Linked DNA regions of Mus musculus: region 2 is linked to region 1. Evidence: chromatin contacts called from public Hi-C data. All regions are on one chromosome and are shown on one strand. Each heading gives the region's core, a stretch centred on a gene start, on an enhancer-like site or on the middle of the called end of the contact. The rest is flanking DNA. Distances are from core to core; before and after follow the strand shown. Region 1 overlaps Trerf1 (transcriptional regulating factor 1). Region 2 has its middle 7.1 kb from the start of 1700001C19Rik.

Region 1 (3,581 bases), core at 627-3,126:
CAGGAAAACAGTGGGATGGTGGCTCCCTTTCTTCTCTGTGTCACTCCTACTTTGAGGCTAGTGACAGAAAGAGGATGGCACTTGTACAGTCCTAGTAAGTATGAAAAGGATAGTGCTTGTACTCACGTGTGCATGCATCCAATAGGGCATGGCACACAACACATGGCCTCCAGAGACCAGGGACTGCTCACTGGGATTGAAGCTCCATCCTTGGGTCTTAGACTGAGTTCCTGGTATAGATAAATGACATCTGAGCACTCTCCCCAGATGGCTTCACTAGGCTGTGACCAAGGTTGATTTTAGCCAGGAGATCTTCTGCTGTGCATGTGCCCTGACAGTTCTTCCTTCCGGGACAGCACGGAAGTCCAATTCTTAGTTTCCTTACCCTTGGGCACAGGTGGCCAGTTCACTGTGACCAACACTGTTTGGTCATAAATAGGTGCTCAATAGATGCTCTGTGTCTCTACAAGTCACTTGAGGCAGATCCTGTATCAGCGCAGGCGATGGGACACACATTGTTCTTCTGATGTGTGGCCTCTTATGAGGCTGCCTGGCCCTGTTGGAACTCCTTGCTTGGTTTCTCAAAGCTCTGCCTCTCTCTGTAAGATCTCTGCCACCCTCCAGGCTGGCAAATGAGGTTAGTGGGCTGACATTCCCCCAGACTTACTTGTTCCACCTGGGGATTCCTGGCTATTGGGCTATTATCAGCAGGGGCCCTAACAAGCCGATTAAGGCTAATGACAAAGAGCCTAATTAACTGGATGAAATGGGCACTAGTATAGTATCCAGAGGCAAAATGCATGGAGCTTTGGTTGCTGGGAAACGGCCCTCTGGATGGTGGCTAATTTGGGGCCAATCTACAGCAAATCCAGGCAATTAAAAACAGACATTCCTGGGGCAGAGAAAACTTGGACACAGTATCTTTTTTAGAGGGTCTCTCTGGCTTCCTTTCAGGATTAAAAAAAACCAAACCACCTTTTATTGATGTCAGTATTGTGGTTACCACAGAAAGACATGCTCGCTGTAAAAAAAAACGGGAGCCTTTATGGCAGATTTTCAATGTCACACAGAATTATCTATAGCAAGAAAAGGTCAGATTTTTTTTTTTTCTTGGAATGTAGACTGCTGCCCAAGTTTCTTCTAGGTGCAGTAAGGAGGGACGGCTTCAATCTGAGCCCATATTTTGAGTTTGTCACCAAACATATTTTGCAAATGCTATGTCAGGCGAGGCAGGAGAATGTACTGACTTAGGTATAGTAGAAATCTACTATGTAGTAAAAATAAAACAAAATAAAAGCTTCCACAGCTGTGTTCTTTGCAAAGTAATTCTAGCCAAACACAGAATTCTGTCTCCTTATTAACTTTGGGCAGCTTCCAAGACGAGCCCAGACTTTGGAAAGGGTGTCTCGGGGCTGGTGAGATGGCTCAGTGGTTAAGAGCACTGACTGCTCTTCCAAAGGTCCTGAGTTCACATCCCAGCAACCACACGGTGGCTCACAACCACCAGTAATCACATGGTGGCTCACAACCACCCATAATGAGATCTGATGCCCTCTTCTGGTACGTCTGAAGACAGCTACAGTGTACTTAATTACAATAATAAATAAATATTAAAAAAAAAAAGAAAAAAGAAAGGGTGTCTCTCGCAGGTCTTATTTGTCTTTCAAAAGTCAAGGCAGACTTTGAAGCCCCAGTGGGTACTTGTGGTTGTGGTGGGACGTGACAGGATTCTTCGCTGTACCTTGCGAAGAAGCTAGATCTAACTCAACCACCCACAATCCCCTGCGCACATCTGCATAAAAGACCTGTTCAGTGGAGATATCACCGAAGCTCCAGCTGTCTGACTACAAGCTCCACGACTCCTCCATGTACAGTACACCCCACCCCCGATGTGAGTGCTTAAGCGAAACCACTGGCGAGGGACAGTGTGTCCCCGTGTAGACTGAGCACTGGGAGGCACTGCACAGCTGTTCTCTGAGGATGCTGCCTCTGAGGATGCTGCACAGGCTCTTGAACTTTGGCAGGCTGCCTTGAGGGCTGGGCCAGACGCCCACCTTGCTCACTGGTCCTTTGCCTCATGGCATTTCTCTCCTCCTGGTCCTGAGCGAGGGAGTAGAGTGTTTCCACAGGCTTGTATCTATCTGCCTAGGACCTCTGTCTAGCTGTCTTCCCTCCAGGGAACAGCACAGCTCGGATCTGACTTCCTTCCTTAGGTGTCACAGTTAGTTTTTGCTCAACTTGGCACACATTTTGACATACCAGTGGAAGAGGGAAGCTCAACGGAAAAACTGGCTCCATCAGATTGGCCTGTGGCCATGTCTGTGAGACATTTTCTTAATTGCTAATTGACGGTGGAAGACCTGGGCGTTTGGGGATGGTGCCATTCCTGGGCTGGTGAGCCTGGACTGTGTAAGGAAGGCGACTGAAGGAGCCAGTAAGCAAGCCAATCAGCTGTGGTCCTCTATGGGCTGCCTCAGACTCTGTTTCCTGATTCCTACCTTGGCTTCCCTCAATGGTGGACTATAAGCTCTAAGTCAAATAAACTCTTTCCTTCCCTTGGTTGGTTTTAGTCTGTGTTTTATCACAGCAATGAAGACCAAACCAGACTAGGAGCCTAAAGGGAAATTCCAGGAGTCAGATGGGTCTAGTTCTCAGGCTGGAAGCCAAAAGGGAACTTGAGGGTAGGTGTTCCAACGAGGGAGAAATTGAGCTGACCGTCCAACTGGGAGTAATAGAAAGGCTCTGGGCACAAAGGCCGAGGCAGGACAGGGCTATGATGGGACAGGATTCAGTGACCCCCCCCAGGAATCATATACAGGGGGTTTCAGAGTATGGCATGGTGGCTGGGACAAAAGATGTAACGAACTCAGTTATCTCCCTTTTTTTGTTGTTGTTGTTGTTTTTGTTTTTCGAGACAGGGTTTCTCTGTGTAGCCCTGGCTATCCTGGAACTCACTCTGTAGACCAGGCTGGCCTTGAACTCAGAAATCCGCCTGTCTCTTCCCATGTCTTGATAGGCAGCTGTCAAAGATCTGGAATTGTATCTGACTTCAGGGACCAGTGTCTTCATCTGCTCACAACACTAGAATATTCTTGGAGGCTTGGCTTGTAATCACTTGGAGAAGAAGGCAACTGACTGGTAACCCCCCTCTTCGGGTCTCCAAGGGCTGAAATGATTTCAGAAAGCAAGAGTTTTTCCTAAGGTATTTGAGAGGGAAGAAGTTGGGGGAATGGATAATCTAGCAATACTCCATCCGAAAAGCTTAATGGGCCTCAGCAGACTTTCAACATTCTTGGTAACATTTTCATGTTTTGTTTTGCTTGGGGCTGGAGGTGCTCTATCCCATGGCTTCCTGGTCTTTTGTGTCATGATGCACATAAAAAGTGCATAGTTCTTGTTTACCACACTGGGAACAACTGGAGAGGATCGTGTCCTGGATGAAGAGGCTCACTGCTGGCCACAACCAACCCCGAGGTTCTGTTGAGGCGGTGTGACCTGCGGTTAAGCCAGTGGCTGGAAGCTTCTTTCAGCCCACACGAAGCTCCGCCCACTATGCAGAGGAGTTTGGGATCTCTCCTGGA
Region 2 (3,581 bases), core at 541-3,040, 96 kb before region 1:
GGGGAGAGGGACAGGCAAGTATGGTGCTATTTGCTTTTGTTGGCACAGAGAAACTTTGAAAACATAAATTAAAACCTAGTAAAAATGTTTGCTGAAGGAGGAGGCAAATGGGAGGGACACATTTCAGAAAGTTAAAGTTAGAAACAGCTGGACCGGGAGGCGCATGCTTTGCATCCTAGCATCCTCGGAGGCGGGGATGGAATCAGGAGGATCGCAGTTTCAAGCCTACAGAGTGAGTTACAGGCCAGCTACATAATGTGACCGACCCTGTCTCAAAAATAAAAACTGGAAGTCAAACAAAGCCAGACGGGTGGTATTACACACCTATAATCTCACAAAGCACTTGGGATGTGGAGTCAGGAATCAGGCGTTCAAAGTCAGCCTCGGCCAGGTAACAAGTTTAAGTCCAGCCTGGGCTACACACGACCTTGCTTTAACAAACAAACAAACAAACAAACAAGGAATGAATGAGTAAGTAAATAATCAAGCGAATGAATAGAAGGGCCTGCAGGTGGCTGGAGAGATGCCTCAGTGGGGAAGAGCACTGGCTATTCTTCCAGAGGAAGGAGAAGAAGAAGAAGAAGAAGAAGAAGAAGAAGAAGAAGAAGAAGAGGAGGAGGAGGAGGAGGAGGAGGAGGAGGAGGAGGAGGAGGAGGAGGAAGAGGAGGAGGAGGAGGAGGAGGAGGAGAAGGGGGGGAGGAGGAGGAGGAGGAGGAGGAAGAGGAGGAGGAGAAGAAGAAGAAGAAGAAGAAGAAGAAGAAGAAGAAGAAGAAGAAGAAGAAGGAAGAAGAAGAAGAAGAAGAAGAAGAAGAAGAAGAAGAAGAAGAAGAAGAAGAAGAAGAAGAAGAAGAAGAAGAAGAAGAAGAAGAAGAAGGGCCTGCAGTTTGTGAACTCCAGTGTCTGAATCCCTTGCTATCTTTTTTTTTTTTTTTTTTTTAATTTTAAAATGAGTGCTTTGCCTGTGTGTATGTGTGCCGTGTCCAGTCCCCTTAGAGATCAGAAGAGAGAGGCTGAGACCTACTATGTGGGTGCTGGGGACCAAACCCAGGTTCTCTGGAAGAGACACAAGGGCTGAGCCAATTCTCCAGTCCTGTCTAGTTCTTTTTAAATTACATATTATTTATCTGGGGAGGAGTGGTGGTGGTAGCATTTGCAGGCCACGGGGCCCATGTGGAGGTCAGAGGACAACTTGTAGGAGTTGTTTTTCTCCTCCCACCGTGTGGGTCCTGGAGATGGAACTTAGGTTGTAAGGCTTGGCAGCGAGTGCCTTTATCCCGAGCCATCTTCCCTGTCATTACCCAGAGAAGTCTTATTAGGCACACCTCTCTCAGATTAGTTTATTATCTCTCATGACAGGATGTGCATTAATGTCTGAGAGGCTGTAGCCGAGAGCAGTGGCTACCAGATTGCCCCCACAGGATCCTGAGCTGGGCGGGCAAGGGAGACTGGAAACATAGGGTTGGTTTGTTTTTGTGCTGCAAGGGAACTTAACCCAAGGTGTCGGGCTCTCTCGTTGTCAAGAGTTCTGCCACTGGGTGTCGCCTCAGGCTCTAACAGCTGCAGTGTTTCAGTGTCCACCCTAACAGCTGGCGGGAAGGTGAATGGGAAGGGCTGGACTGAGGGGGCAGAAGGAAGCCACTTAACTGATGAGAGGATCAAACTGGTCACTCAGAGAGGACGAGGGCTGGGGCGTGTGAGCTCACACTGCAAACAGAAGGGTGTAATTGCTAGTCTGTGGGAAAACAATGGCCCTGATTGGCAGGCGGAGGCTAATGTGCTGAGTCAGCTTCTTCAGCCCTGGACCAAGAGGAAGGCCAGGGGCTAGGCCTGAGGTTGCTAGGGAGACCATAAGGGTGACGCACACAGTCCAGAGCCTGGCATACAAGGAACACCCTGAAATGCTTGTTCACTTTTCCCCAGAGCTGGTCCCTTTGCATCTTGGCTGGGAGCAGAGGACATTGAAGCCTGCTGTGACCTGCGAATACCAGAAATGTTTAAGGTCGAGGTTTGAGTGTCAGCATATTCTAGGCTGGCTCTCACACCACCCATCTCCCCTCCACTGCCTTCAGACATGGGGCGACCTGCAGAGCTAGGTTCAGTATGGAGAACCCACCCCCAACTTCCAATTTCATCTTGTCAACCCCAGAGCTATGGCAACTCAGTTTTCCCTCAGCAGAGTCAGAGCCTGATTTGGGGCTGAGAATGGGGGGGTGGCCCGGCAGGCAGAGTGCTTGCCCAGCTTGCATAAGGACCTGGGTTTAATCCCCAGCACCGCAGAAAACAGGCATGGTGGAGAATGCTGGCAACTCTAGCACTGGAGAGGTTGAGGCAGGAGGATGAGAAATCCTAGGTCATCCTAGGCTACATAGGAAGGAGACAAACAGAATGGGGCTGGAGCCTGATTCTCTTTCCTGCCTGAACTTAGTCAACTAATAACATTACTGCATGCCTGTTCCTCCAGTAAAAGAAACAGTCAAATAGCAGGCATCCCTTTGATACAGACAAAACCCCATCCTGTAATTAATCTCTGCTCAGCCATTACTCAGCCACCTGCAGCCTCCTGGCCCACTCTGGAATGTGGGGTGGGATCCGGCCCAGGAAGTCACTATCTAACCAGAAACCCCATCCCACCGCCGTAAAGCCTGTGTTCTCTCTGGGAGAGGCTGCTGGAGACATCTTCAGCTCACTTCTAGCTGACCCTGGTCTCTGCAGCTAGATCCTCAGAGCTCCTCCCATCACCCGATACCCAGATGAGCCTGGCTGCAGGGCAGCATCTTCTTCCCAGGTAGAGGACATCTTATCTCCAGGAGCCCCACGGAGGAGGGGCTGGGGAGGGGGAATTCAACCTTCCTCTTTCCTCTGGAGAAGCGACTAGACTCCAGACTCCCTTCTGACAGGACCCAGGAACACTTGCTTAGCTTGTGTTGAGAGGTGTGAACGAATGGTGTCTGCCCTGACCAGGAGGTTTGTGTTTGGTGCTGGGAAGACATTTGCTTTCCTATTTATTTACACACACACACACACACACACACACACACACATTTGAGACAGAGTCTCACAATGCAATGCTGGCTAGGACCTTGTATGGAGACCAGGCTCCATACTGGCCTTGTACTCCGAAATCTACCCGCCACCACCTCCCCAATGCTGGAATTAAAGATGTGTGCTACCATATTTTAGTTTGCACACTTACCATGTGCACGCAGGTGCCCACGGAGGCCAGCAGGGGGGGGTGTGGGATCCCCCTGGAGCTGTAGTCACAGGTGTTGTGATCTGCTCAGAATGGGTTCAGAGAACCTGACTTGCTGCCTCTGGAGAAGCAATAAGCACTCTTAACTGATGAACCAAAGCGCCTTTTAATCCCCCCATGAGCTGTGTTGGTGGAATTCTAACCCAGGCGCTGGGGTGGGAGATGTGGGGTGCTTTTGGGTACTGACGAGGTGTGACTCCTGGCTCTCCTGCTTCTCAGGACTGTGGCCCTGGCCATGCAGTCACCTCTCCTAGCCTTCTTTGGTTCCTGCGGAAAGCAAGGTTTTAAGTATTTAGAGTGTCACCCGATGCAAGGAGAAATGGGTTAAGGC

The links. Hi-C and Micro-C count contacts between places; a contact is called where the count stands out from the background.
Region 2: a Hi-C map of the N1E-115 cell line shows a contact between it and region 1, with 3 times the contacts expected there. The contact joins two enhancer-like sites. A contact is called at or near these places in 4 of 484 Hi-C or Micro-C datasets (the HPC-7 cell line, the N1E-115 cell line, cortical neurons and 1 more) and 2 of 9 other capture datasets (adipose tissue and embryonic stem cells).

Annotation. Positions count from the first base shown.
Region 1 is chr17:47,330,781-47,334,361 of GRCm38.p6, reverse strand. All of the region lies in intron 11 of Trerf1 (transcriptional regulating factor 1), which reads right to left. Among named protein-coding and RNA genes, the nearest start is that of Mrps10, 36 kb to the left of the region's middle. Within about 2 kb of position 1,876, at least 49 of the 459 cell types and tissues checked have an H3K27ac peak or open chromatin away from gene starts, as enhancers often do. A contact at or near this core is called in the N1E-115 cell line, where this site is marked.
Region 2 is chr17:47,427,165-47,430,745 of GRCm38.p6, reverse strand. It overlaps a transcript of 1700001C19Rik not described here. Among named protein-coding and RNA genes, the nearest start is that of 1700001C19Rik, 7.1 kb to the right of the region's middle. Within about 2 kb of position 1,790, at least 38 of the 459 cell types and tissues checked have an H3K27ac peak or open chromatin away from gene starts, as enhancers often do. A contact at or near this core is called in the N1E-115 cell line, where this site is marked.